Regions from separate parts of the Mus musculus genome. Here regions 1 and 3 are each linked to region 2. Evidence: chromatin contacts called from public promoter capture Hi-C data. All regions are on one chromosome and are shown on one strand. Each heading gives the region's core, a stretch centred on a gene start, on an enhancer-like site or on the middle of the called end of the contact. The rest is flanking DNA. Distances are from core to core; before and after follow the strand shown.

Region 1 (4,030 bases), core at 92-2,591, 520 kb after region 2:
AACATAGCCCCCTCCCCCCTTCCTAAACCATATGGTAGTAAATTCAAGTTAACTTATTTTTTCGCCAGTTCATCGCCCATCCATCGGCCTGAAAACACTTGTGCCTTTGTGCCGTGGGGCTGGGACGCGAGTGGTCTGATTCTTAACCACAGAACCCCAGCGTGTTTCCACAGGGCACCGCGGAAGTCCAAACGCCCCCCGACTGGAAGCCTGCTTCGGTGGGCAGCGCACGCGGGTGAGGGCCCGGGACCGGCCGGGAGCAAGTTCCGCTCCGGCGAGGTGACGGAGCAGGGAGTTTGCTCACCGCGGCCGGGCTGGATCCGCCCCGGGAACTTGGCTTACCCGAGCCCAGGGACGCGCAGAGGCCTACCGCGAGGCCGGGCGAGCTCCAGTCACAGAGGGCTGCCCGAGCCCGAGCCGCGGCGTCTTCCCGCCCGCACGGCCGCGGCCCTCAGGCGGGGCCGTCGCTCGCCCGCGGTCTCCCAGAGACCGGACGCGCCCGCGGGGCCCGGACCCCGCTCCCCCTTGTCGCGGCCGCACGCCCGAGACCCGGCTCGGCCACGGCGCCCGGCTCTTCCGGGAGCCGCCGCAGCTAGGCCGCGCCGGGGCCCCGCGGTTCCCCCGGGCGGGCCGGCCGGGCCTCGGCGTCCGGTATGTGTCCCGAGGGCCAGGCTCCCGCCGGTAACGGGCCCCGCCGCTTCCCCTCCCCCTCTCCCGCCCCATGACAGTGCAAAGCCTCCGGCCGCCCGGCCGCCCCGCCTCCGGCTCCAGGCCCAGCTCAGGGCCGCGGCCGCAAGCCACGGTTGCGGCCGCCGCTCCCGCTCGCTCTTCGGGCCGCGGTGGCCTCGGGTTCCCCAGCCCCGCGACTCGGGCCCGGCCCGCGTCCCCGCCGGTGCCCCGCTGCCCTCGGCGGCGCCCGGACTTCGGGCGGGGTAGGCCGAGGCCCAAGCGGTGGGGGCGGGGGCTCGGCTCTCACCTTCATGTCGGGACATCCTAGTTCAGACGCTGGCGGCGCGGCCCCTCCCGGGCTCCCGGCTGCAGTGTGCCCCCACCGCGGGCTCCCGGCGCTGCCCGCGCCCGGCCGGCCGACTCCCACTCGACTCCCGGGCTCGGCCGCGGGGGCGGGGTGGGCAGGGGAGCGCTCCCGCGGCGGCGGCGGCGGCGGCGGCGGGGAGGCGGCGCGGGGCGGGAATGGGGCCGGGCCTGGCCGGGGCTGAGCTCCTCCAGGAGGCGGGTCCGACGCGGCCGCGGCTCCGCCGGCGCCCGCCGTGACTCGGTCACTCTCGGGCCCCCGCCGGCTCCCGGCAGCGGCGCGGCGTCCGCAAATCCCGCTCGTCCCCTCCCCCGGCCCGCCCCCCGCCCGTCCGTCTCCCGGCTCCGGCCGCCGCCTCCTCCTCCTCCTCTTCCTCCTCTTCCGCCTCCTTCCGCCCGCACGCCCGCCCCGCCTCTCGCCGCCCTGAGGCCCCGCGGCCGGCGGGCGACCGTGCTTGGCGGCGGTCCTGCCGCGGTCCCGCAGGCACCCGAGCCCAGCCGCGGCCCGCCACGCTGCGCGTGGGGAGGACGAGGACGCGAAACGCCCCCGACGTGGCTCCCCAGCGCCTGGGCGCGCGGCGGCCGGGCCATCGCAGACGTCCCGGGGACGTGTGTGTGTTTGTGTGCTGCTTTGAAAGCCGGGGACCCAGAAGGGAATGGCAGTCGGGCCTCCGGGGCTCGCGGGTCCCCAGACCCAGGGGGAGGCCGAGGCCTAGCGAGCCGGCTCGGCCGCCCGCTCGAATGCGCTGCGGGAAAAACTTGGTGGGCTTCGGGGGTACTTTGCTTCCGGCTGTGTGTGCAGGTCTTTCCCTCCACCCAGGCTCCTTACAGGCTACTTTCTCTTCAGGCATTGCTAACTCGACAAACACTTGAGACTACCCCTGACCACGTGTCAGTGGTGGCGTGGCGCAGGTAGAACAGATCGCGCCCTGGAGTTAAGACGTGTTCAGCCCTGGGATTCTGGTTCTGATATGCTCGGTGTAACCTTGAACAAGTGACTTAACCTTGCTGAGCCTTCGCTCTAAATTGGTTCGCTTTGGGTGGTTAATTTTGCCTTGGTAGTCTCGAGATTGGACAAAGTTCCCAGCTAAGTTTACTGAAACTAGGGTCCAAGGTACTGCTTGCTTTGGCGATTTTCCTAATTTGCCCACCCTCCACCGACTGTGGGACCTGGACAAAGCGTTGGTTGCCTTAGCTTCTGTGACTTTCAAAAAGGGCAAGCATATCAATAGATGCAGGAGAGATACAGTACCAAGATTCGACGTGTAGAGTAGCAAAGGAAGGACCCTATTTGTTACAATATTTTATTGAATATGATTTAAGATATGTCTGGTTTTGAAAATACTAAAAGGCTTAATCCGAGAGACTACATAGTAGGTCATCCCTGTCTACCCAAGAAACTAGCTGTAATTAAATTGGGGGTGGTTTTGAGGCATGACCTCAGATAGCCCGAGGCAGTCCTTGAATTGCTCAAGTAGCTGATTCTGACCTTCCCATCTCCCAGGGGCTGGAACGAAAGGCATCTTCCACCACACCCCCACCTAATTTGGGTTTAAATGAGGACTAGATAACAAATATTTCTGTTTCGGGTGTGGAATTCCGCACACTACAGACCGGCCTGAGGAAGACTATGCCTAGTAGGGCTTACAAAGGGAGAGCAGGGTTTGTAGTTAGCCTGATCGACATCCTGGTTAGTGGGTCCTTTCTGACAACCCTACACATTTTATTATTGGCAAGTGATCCTGGGTGTAAGCCAGTTCCCTGAACTTGAGCTGTGAAAGTCAGGCTAGCAGCTCTTAACGCATACACAGGTGGTGAATAATGGTTTTTTATAAATTTGTATCAAAGTTTGTAAGCAGTTCTGTAAAAATGCTGGAGCATTTAGAGTAGCCAACAAAAGCAACACTTCCAGAAAGGAATACCAGTAAGTATGGAAAAAACTGGGTGAAAATAGAAAGGAGACTATTGAGGAGGAAGAAGGGGCTGGAGCTGTGAGGTGAAGTGTGCCCCAAGTCCCAAGTCTACGGAAAAGTCACTCAGGGTTGTGTACAGGCATGATGCTAGGGGAAGAAACATTAAAAACAAGTCTTACTGTATTGAAGGGTTAGCTAGTTTTTTTTTTTTTTTCACCTGCCTCTGCCTCCCAAGTGCTGGGTTTAAAGGCCTGTGTTACCACTGCCCGGTAGGGTTAGCTAGTCTTGTTCATGGGAGGAAACATAGCTTGGTCTGACCTCCAAGGGACTACCATGTTTTTTTGACAGTGATTTCATTGTTAGTATCCCAGCTTAGCCGTGAATCTCCAGCTCTTCCTGCCCTAGATCTCCTTCCCATGCCTCCTTGGTTTCCCCCATGTCCAGTTGAAAGTCACAGGTATCTTTACCAAACTTACTGTGTTCCATAGATGGCCCAGTTCTAGTCCTTAAAACAACAGTCAGATAAATCCTAATGAGATTTAAATACCATCAGTAGATCAGCAGACAATAGCTGCACCTTTTTGTGTTTTTCTGTACTTCTTTAAGGTTTTAAGATTAGGGGGAAATGAGCCAGGCGTAGTGGCACACATCCTTTAGTTCCAGCACATGGGATGCAGAGGCAGGCATAGCTCCCAGCCTGGTCTCCATGGAGTGTTCCAGGACAGTCAGCAGAGCTACACTGGGAGACCCTGCCTCAAAAAGACAAAAAAAAAAAAAAAAAAAAAAAAAGATTAGGGCAAGTGTCCAAGAGAAGGGCCAGAGAGATGGCTCAGCGGTTAAGAGCACTGACTGCTCTTCCGAACCCTGAGTTCAATTCCCAGCAACCACATGGTGGCTCACAACCACCCGTAACAAGATCTGGCGCCCTCTTCTGGAGTGTCTGAAGACAGCTACAGTGTACTTACATATAATAATAAATAAATCTTAAAAAAAAAAAAGAGTCCTGTCAGTCCTGTTAAAGCATGAAATAAGTCACCTGGACACAAATGACGTGAGCAATCCTATGCAGCAGAGTGAGGCTTGGG
Region 2 (4,347 bases), core at 954-3,453:
ATTTATTCTATATCTGGACATGGTGTCAAATACTTGTAATCCTAGCACTTGGGAGGCAGAGGCAGGAGCATTGCTGCAACTTCAAGGCCAGCTTTGTTTACTTAGGTCATTTAAGGGCAGGGTATATAGCAAGACTGCCTCAAAAAAATAGTTAACTCCATTCAGGCACTGTGGCTCAGCGACATCGTGAGTTCTGCATCAATCTGATCTACATGAGACCTTGTCCCCCAAAACCAAACAAGCAGGCTAAATAATTTTTAGTTATTTATGGTGGGGCTGGAGAGGTGGCTCAGCATTTAAGAGCACTTGCTGCTTTTCTAGAAGATCTGGGTTCCTAGCACCCACTTGGCGGCTCACGGGTGCCTAAAATTCCAGTACAAGGTGAAATTCCCTCTTCTGGCCTCCACAGGCACTGCACACACATGGTACCCCGCACACATACATGCAGGGGAAAATTCATACACATGAATAAAATCTTTTAAAATGATCTATGGTGCTAGGAAGATGCCTCCATAAATAAATCCCCTGTTGCACAAGTTTGGGGACCAGAGTCTGACTCCCTAGCACCCACATAAAAGCCAGGCAGTCTGCCTGTAATCCTAGGGGCAGGAAGAAGGGGCCGGTCCCAAGGACAAGCTGGCAGCTAGACGAGACAAACTGGTGAGCTCCAGGTTGAACCAGAGATCCCGTCTCCAAAAATAAAGTGGAAAGCTGTTTAATAAGACACCTGACATCAGCCTCTGACTTCCACATGTATCTAAACAGGCATGTGCCCAGACACGTGAACAAGCGTGCATACCACACATGCAAAAAAATATTGCTCATTTCCATCTCTCATTTTCATCTCCTCCATCACTGTTTTGTGCTATTCCAATGGCAAAAAAGAATTTTTTTCTTAAATCATTTTGACTGAATGAGTCCCAGTGAAGAAAAGGGAAAGGAAAGGGAAATCAGTTGGGGGTGGGGGTATATATGGTAGTCAGAGGGATGGGATGCAGGAGGAAAGAGCTGGAGACAGAAAGGGGGACAAGGGAAGAAGAGATAGATGATGGAGCTGGAGACAGGCTGAAGGGATAAAATTAATGCATCCCCCAGACTCTGAACCCCCAAGGTTCTCCTGAACAGCCAGATAACCTAACCTGGCGCAGCCTTCTTTTCAGAACTTCTCCTCAAGAGCTGAGAGCCAGTTGAAAGACCATCTCTGCCCTGTACTCTCGGAAGTGGGCTCTCAGCTCCAGCCCATTCTCAGAGCCTCCCTCGGTTTCCTGGTGTGGCCTCAAAGCTTAGGGCTACCTTCCTGCCACACTTCCCTTTCCTGCCTCCAGTTCCCTAGAGATGAGGCCATCCAGGCATTGCCACCCCTAGCCAGGCCACATCCATCCCATCTTAGAGTACTAAACTTGCTTCCAGTCTGGCCACCTTCCCAGGAGCCCTGGAAGGTGGGATCCAGGCATCAGTGGTCCCTGACACTTTTGTCTTGGAAATGGCAAGTCTGCAGCAGGAGTGAATGTAGGTGACTCAACTCATGATTATGTTACTAGGTAGAGGTTAGGAAAGAGTCAGCAGGCTGGGTCACAGGGATAACTTCATGGAACTTTTATAGTAAACAACTTATTTTCTCTTTTCCCCCAGGGAAGTGTTTATCTGTCAGCACGTCAGCACGGGGCCTCTACCAGGCATCTGCTCAGGTTTCCAACCCTTGGGCCAGCTCTGGCTCCTCTTAGCCTGGGGAAGAGCTGGAGAGGTCATCGCATTACCTACCACTTCTCAGCAAAGGGTTCTGAGTGCCTGGCAGCAGCGACCATAAACATCTTCTTTAACCTCTCAAGGACCCACCAAGGTAAGTATTGCTGCCCCTACTTCACTGCGCGGAAAAGGAGGCTCGTGGAGGTTAAGTAACTTGCCCGGTATTGCCGGGAGCTGATAACTGCTCCAGGAGCGTGGGAAGCTGTAGCACCGCTCACTCTGCCCCGACGGGGCGCACTCCGAAGTCTCCCTCCCCGGTTGCCTGCAAAGTTGGGGACTAGTCCGTGCGACCAGCGTGACCTATGCCCCTGGGGTTCAGAATCCTGCTTTTTGCCCCTGCACAATCGCCCTCTGCCCCTGCCCGTCTCACCATTGCCTCCGCAGCCGCCGCCGCTGCCTGCTCGCCGGCTCCGATTCCTCTGCCCCGAGCGGCCTCAGTGCCCGCGGCCCGGGAGGAAGCCGTGGGGCGGGGCGGGCCCGCAGCCCAAGAGGGAGGGGGGCGCGCCTTCTCAGAGGTGCCCGTCCCGGGCAAACCGAAAGCGGTGACAGGACCCGTGGGGCGCCTCCTACCGGGCCACAGGCGTCCGATTTCCGATGACACCCCAGCCTGGTGAATTGGGGACCGATGTCTCTTGGATCTGGGGCTGCATCAGGAGTTAGCCCAGGAGGCGTCATTCCGTCATGCAAAAAGCATCTGTGGGAGCTATGTGCTGGAGCTGACATGAACAAGCCAGAAGTATTTGCCACCTTGGTGAGTGCGTCTCACCCGAAATTAAAAACACACCAACCACTCCAAAGTTCTGATTATTTACAGACGGAACAGGCAGTATTCTGAATACATTGTATGTCACCGAGTTATACCCTTAAAAATGGTAAGCTAGGGCTGGTGAGATGGCTCAGTGGGTAAGAGCACCCGACTGCTCTTCCGAAGGTCCGGAGTTCAAATCCCAGCAACCACATGGTGGCTCACAACCATCTGTAACAAGATCTGACGCCCTCTTCTGGAGTGTCTGAAGACAGCTACAGTGTACTTACATATAATAAATAAATAAATCTTTTTAAAAAATGGACTCGCGTTGTGGAAAGAACCAACTCCTGCAAGTTGGCCTCTGATCTCCATACATTGGGGGAGGAAGATTTTTAAAATGCTAAAGTGTTGCAGACATTTCTGTGAGCTAAAAGTCTCAATGGTGTGTGGATGGATCTCAAGTTTTGAACCAACAAGAGGCAGAAGAGGCAAAGGAGAAGATGGGAGCCAGCTTCCAAAGTGGTACTCAAGCAGAGACCATCTCTTTTGGATAAGAATAAAATACAAACTACACAGACTGTCTTGAAGAGTTTCACAGCATGAGTTTAGGACAGAGTTGCAAGCTGCTGCAAGGAAAACAAACAGGTGTTGCCCAGCCTGAGAACACACACTTTCTCTTAGATTCCTGGTGTGGGCCTTGCGGGATGGTCCTCTAACAGGTGAGGAAGATGGAGTTCTTGACGAAGAGAGATGCCGAGGAAACTGCGGCTTTTCTTGCAGAACTGGGAACTGAGAAGTCCTTTCCTTAATCTCATTGGCCCGTCCCAGCCTCAGGCCAACTTCAAGGTTAAAATGAGGTTGTTTGTAAAGAACTGTGCAAAAGGTGCAGAAAGCCTGAAGACTTGTAAAGGATACGCTGTGCTCTGAATTCCACAAAAAGCTCACGGAGGAATATATTAAGTGGTGCTGTTTTATGTGCTTAATCGAAGGCTAAAATGTGAGACCGCAGAGACGGCTCAGCAGTTAAGAGTCCTGGCTGCCCCTCCAGAGGACTGAGGTTTAATTGTCAGCACCTACATGCCAGCTCACTACATGCCAGCTCACTACATGCCAGCTCACTACATGCCAGCTCACTGCGGTCTGTTAACTCCAGCTCCGGGGGATCCGATGCCCTGTTCTGGCCTCCAAGGACACGTGTCACACATGGTCACAGTCACACATGCAGAGGAAGCATCTTTACACATAAAATAAAAATAATTTAAAGAACAAAGAGTTTTTAAAAAGACTTTAGTTTTAAGGCAAAAACTCAATTGTAAATGGATGCTGGGGATGGGCTTGCCTGTTTTGCCCCAAGCCCTGGGTTTGATGTCCCGCATCATACAAACCAGACTTGGTGGTAGATGGCAGCATCGGCGAGCCAGCAGCAGAAGGGTCAAGGTTCACAGCCATGGCCTGCTGTCTAATGAATGTGAGCAGTTACTACATGAGAGCCTGCCCGAAGACAAAATAAAACAAAACCAAACAGAAAACTGAGCTGGCTCTGTAGCTATGGTTGTGATCCTAACACTTAAGAGGATGAGGCAGGAGGATTGACTGAGTTTGAGACCAGCCTGGGTCATATATAGTAAATTCCAGGACAGCTTAACCTAGGCTTCAAGGCTACAAAGTAAGACTTTGTCTATTAAAAGAAAGAAAGAAAGAAAGAAAGAAAGAAAGAAAGAAAGAAAGAAAGAAAGAAAGAAAGGAAGAAAGGAAGAAAGAGAAAAGAGAAGAAAACAACAGAAAAGAAAAGAAAGGAAAAGAAAAGAGGAGAAAAGAAGAGAAAAAAGAAGGCCATGTGAATTTGACTCCAA
Region 3 (4,506 bases), core at 1,719-4,218, 580 kb after region 2:
ACCTCCACACCTGGCTTCCTAATTTATGCATGGTTCTTCCTATAATTTGGATCTTGAGATGATCCTCAAGGGCCTATGTGATGAAGGCTGGTTCCTCAGGAGGCACTGTTGAGAGGTGGTGGGACCTTTAAGAGCTGGGGCCAAGTGGAAGGTGTACTGTGGGACCCCTACCCCTTCCTCTTCCTCTTTTGCTTCCTGGCCACGTCTTCCGGTGCTTTGCTTTGCTTTGCATCTCCACTCTGTACTGCCTGACCCCAGATCCAAAGCAGGGTCAGTAGACTACACACTGGAACTGCTAAGACAAAAGAAATCGTGTCTATTTCCATCTCACAGGTGTTTCTTCTAGAGACAATGCTGCCTAACGTAGCCGCCACTTAGTTACTGGGCAGCCTTCCCTCATTACCTTCATTGTCAATCAACAGTATTTCCTTCCTACCCTGAACTGGGCCCAGGGAGGGAAATGATGTTTGGCTTCTTCAAACCATGATGAGGTTCATCATGCTCAGGCCCTGTCAATTAAAGCGTCAAGCCCGTGGGGGAAGGGAAGCCCGTGGGGGAAGGGAAGCATGGGAGCTGCTTGGCTTTAGCATGACCTGAGAGGAGGCCAGTGAAGATTCAGTAGGCTTTTCTCTCTTCTTTCTTGTAAACTAATGAGCTTATGAGGCCCACTTACAGGAGCATTAGCTAGAGACTTCTTACTCAAGCATTGGGACTTAATTCAGCCCCATCCTACCCTGGGTCACTACAAAAGCTACATCTGTGGGAATCACTAACAGCAGAGAAAAAGAGCCCTTCCCTATTCAGAGGTGATGGAGGCCTCCAGGTACCAGCTGGAGTTGATCTGTTATGTAAACCAGGCATTGGCTCCCCAACCTGTCTGTCCGCTGATCTGCCCTGACTGCCGGTCTCACTACTAGGTTTTAAATTTCTTGTGACCAGGAGGATACAGCTCATTTGAACTAACTGCCCTCATCTATTTATCCAGTCCCTTGGGGGTAAGGCAAAAATGTGGGGCAAACCCTATCCAATTGTTTCCCTCCCTCCCCTCCTACAGGAAAAGGCTACCCCTGTAATCATAAGCCTGCTTCAGTGCCCAATACCCTTGGGCTCCTCCTCCATTAGCCCCACTGTGCTGGTCCCACCCCTTCCCTGTGGGTCATGAAAGGGTGTGACCTCCTTCAGTTCTGCCGCCACAACGCACGCACCCGCTGCTCTCTTCCACCCTCAGAGGATCTGTCTGGGAGGCAGCTCAGCCTATGCTCCCTCTATAATGGCTAACGCATTCGCATAAGGTTCAGAGACAAAAAACTAGGCTGATCTCCGTGGCTGCAGTTCTGAAGATGTTCCGCAAGTTGTGATATAATGCGGTTTTATCTGGCCTTTGTTTTTATTTCACCTCATTCTGTTAACACCCAATAGAAAACCTCGTGTGTTTGTGTCTGAGGGATGGACCCCGACCTCGCCCAATTTCCCACATTCCTGAATGATTCTTTGCATCCTTTCCTCTCAGACTTTAACAAATCACTGCTTCTGGTGTGCGTGAAAGGTTAAGAGGGCAGAAGAAAAGGTAGGATTTGAAGAGCCGATCAAAAGCAAAGCTTAATCTTTTGGACAGCATTTTTCAAAATGGGGTTAAAATTGACATGGATCGCATTAAGGGCGAAGCAACTGAGAACCCAGGAAACCGCATGTCGAGAAGCACGTAAAACAAAAATAAAAACGATACATCCTCCTCACCCATTCTACCACGTCCCCTCCTCTCTCCCTGCGGCACAACTCACTCCCAGACCGCTCTGCCCACGCATACTCAACTAAAAAATTCAGACCACGCCAACCATGCCACGAGGTGTTTTTATTTTCATCAATCATACAAATAATTTTCTATAATATCCCAGGGCAAACCGGTGAAATTTGGCAGTCCGATTAGTGGAGGGGTCCCCTTCAGAGACCCGCGGGCCGGTGGCATCGGCTCGGAGTGCCCGGGTTTCACAGTGCAGCTTGTGGCTCGCGTCCATCTTGCAGGTGGCTCTTCCTCCACATCACGAGGGGGTCTTGGAGATGATGGGGCGGGGTGGGGTGGGGTGGGGAAATCTTCCTAGGCTTTTAGGAGATTTCACTCCTCTTTTCCTGTTCAATGGCTGCGAAGGGAGGGATGTGGTCATTGGAGCTACCTTACAGCCCCCCATACCCAACCCACAAACCTGGTGTGGGTGAGGCACCCACGAGGCCTGCGGACAGAGAAGGGGTTTGGAAGAGACAAAGTGCTTTGTGTGACTGGAAGGGTGGCTGTGGCCTTAGATTCGGGGTGGGAAGATAGTGGCCGGATGGGGGTGGGGGTGCCGGGCTGGCACAGCAGGGAAGGGAGGAGCGCTGGGGTGGGAACCCGGGGCACACTTACTCTCTTTGGTCGGCAGGGTGTTCTTCTCCTGCGTCTCGGTTTTCTTCAGCTTGGCCTTATCGAAGCTGGCGATTTCCCCCATGTCCGGCTTGTCTGCCATTTTCTTACAACTCTGATGGGCGAAACAAGGTGATAATGGGTGGCCAGGGGCTTGGGGGTGACCAGCGCGTCCTGGATCCCGCGCCTTCCGCGAACGCCTCTCAACGTGGCATTCCCAGTCCTGGGCGTTCCCGCAGCCCGGAGGCCGAGGATCCTAGACTCGTCCACCACACCCTCCCTCCGAAGCCCCAGGGCGTGGCCTGCTAGCCCCAGAAGATTCCAAACCGCCGGGTCGCCTGTTGCAACCGAAGGGGAACGCGCCCGCCAGCCATAAACTGGCCCGACCCCACCCAGGGTAGGCCCCAAGGCCGGCGCTGTGCCTTACCGTGGATTCTCCTTCCGAGCTCGCGCTCCAGGTGCTCCCACTCTCGTTGCTGCAGCAAGAGACAAAAGAGCGGCGCCCGCCCCTCGTCTTATATACACCGCGCCCCGCCCCGCCTCTCGCCCGCCGCAACGAGGGCGTGGCCAGCCCGCGCGGAGGGCGTGGCCAGCGCGCGCGGGGGCTGGGGGGCGCTCAGCATCTCCAGGCTGCCTGGGGCTCCGCCCTTCTCGGCCCGCGTTCCTAACCCGTTGCGATCCCGCGTGGAGGGTGGCAGGCACCAGCTCCCGGTGGTCTCTTTTCTTGATATATCTCCTTTTCCTAGTACCCAGGAGCCTGCTGCTCACCCCGCGGGAAGGGCGTGGGGGGGGGGGCAGCGGGGAAGGACTTGGGGTTTTGTTGAATGTATGTGTGGTGTAGGGTTGTGGGTGTGCGGGCGAGCACGCGCGCTCTGCTGCAGCCCTGCTCGCGGGAGACACCCCACCCGCGTCGCCTCAAGTCTCTTGCGTTTGCTCTCCAGAGTCTCCTTCTTTCTATTTTCTTGTGGTTGGTGCTTCTTAAAACAAGCTGTTTTCAGGCATTGTCTAAGGGCGGAGGTGGGAGCTAGGACTCCCGGGAGGGCTCCGCTGTTCCTTTTCTCAGTGGCCTTTTAGAAACACTGTACTGGAGGGTGCGGTTTTTCTCCTTCAGTTAACCTTCAATGTGGTTTTTAGAAGGAAAAAGAGGGGAAAAAGCTCCTGTGCCTGCAAACCTTGCTTTTTCTTGTTAACCCATTCCAGGAGTGGGATACTGCACTCCTGAAAAAGTTACCTCTTCAGCTCCTACAACCCCCATGGACAGTGAGTTCTATTATATCACCCAGGGCTGAAACGCCATCCATCCCCACTCCCATCCCTTTTCCTGTGTTGAATATAGAGCATATTCTACTGATAGAAGAAAAAGAGGAGAAACATTTCCTGAACGGCAAACTTCATGGTTCAGATAGACAGACAAAGAGCAAAATATCTTTGCTTGAAGTAATAACAGTTTAGTGGGGGTGGGGGTTGTAGAGAGTTGTCTCATCCACGTGGGGCTCACCCACACGGTGGCTTACAAGCATCTGTAGCTCTAGTTTTAGGAGACTTGGCATCCTCTTCTGGCCTGCTTGGGCACCAGGTATGAGTTTGGTGTGCATAAAACACTCATGCACATAAAATAAAAATAAATCTTTTAAAGAAAGTTGTTTCTTATGTAACACAATCCTGTGATTTCTGTACTAGTCTCCTTTTTAAAAAATTATTTTCTTTAGAAAGGGCGTCACCTGTTTATGTAGCCATATGTTTATGGATCTCAGTATGTAGATCAGCCTGGATTTGAACTCATAGAGATTGGCCTGTTTCTTGAATGTTAGGCCTAAAAGCCTGTGTTATCATGCCTGGCTTTGTGCTTTTTATTGCATAGTGACTGGTATTCAGGCCCCCTTTCTCTTGTTATTCTGGACCCCTCCATCTTCTATATCCAGGCAGTGGACCAGGAAAGAAAGGAGGATGAAAAGTCACACTAGAATTTAGCCTCAGATTCAGAAGTCGCTTCCATCACTTCTGTCTTCATTTCCTTGGCCTAGAATGTAGTCACATGCTCTTACCCAAAGTCCAGGAAATCTGGGAAACCGAAAGCAGGGCTGGGCAGATTGAAACAGTCTCTACTTGTT

The links. Promoter capture Hi-C pulls out the DNA fragments that hold promoters and counts their contacts.
Region 1: a promoter capture Hi-C map of pre-B cells shows a contact between it and region 2, with 3 times the contacts expected there. The contact joins the promoter of Kcmf1 here to the promoter of Vamp5 in region 2. A contact is called at or near these places in 5 of 39 promoter capture datasets (the 3T3-L1 cell line, the C10 cell line, cranial neural crest and 2 more), 1 of 115 datasets of contacts at active chromatin or transcription factors (pancreatic cancer cells) and 1 of 9 other capture datasets (adipose tissue).
Region 3: a contact with region 2 is called in a promoter capture Hi-C map of pre-B cells. The contact joins the promoter of Tmsb10 here to the promoter of Vamp5 in region 2. A contact is called at or near these places in 1 of 39 promoter capture datasets (pre-B cells), 1 of 115 datasets of contacts at active chromatin or transcription factors (pancreatic cancer cells) and 1 of 9 other capture datasets (adipose tissue).

Annotation. Positions count from the first base shown.
Region 1 is chr6:72,898,638-72,902,667 of GRCm38.p6, forward strand. It overlaps Kcmf1 (potassium channel modulatory factor 1), which reads right to left and starts at 1,342. Exons shown (of 7, transcript NM_019715.2): 1 at 977-1,342. The coding sequence starts at 992.
Region 2 is chr6:72,378,265-72,382,611 of GRCm38.p6, forward strand. It overlaps Vamp5 (vesicle-associated membrane protein 5), which reads right to left and starts at 2,204. Exons shown (of 3, transcript NM_016872.4): 1 at 2,117-2,204. The coding sequence starts at 2,119. Gm52494 (a long non-coding RNA gene) reads left to right here and starts at 1,018. Exons shown (of 3, transcript XR_003956310.1): 1 at 1,018-1,509; 2 at 1,633-1,840.
Region 3 is chr6:72,955,515-72,960,020 of GRCm38.p6, forward strand. Tmsb10 (thymosin, beta 10) reads right to left here and starts at 2,969. Exons shown (of 3, transcript NM_025284.4): 1 at 2,823-2,969; 2 at 2,399-2,510; 3 at 1,833-2,138. The coding sequence starts at 2,498. The coding sequence ends at 2,104.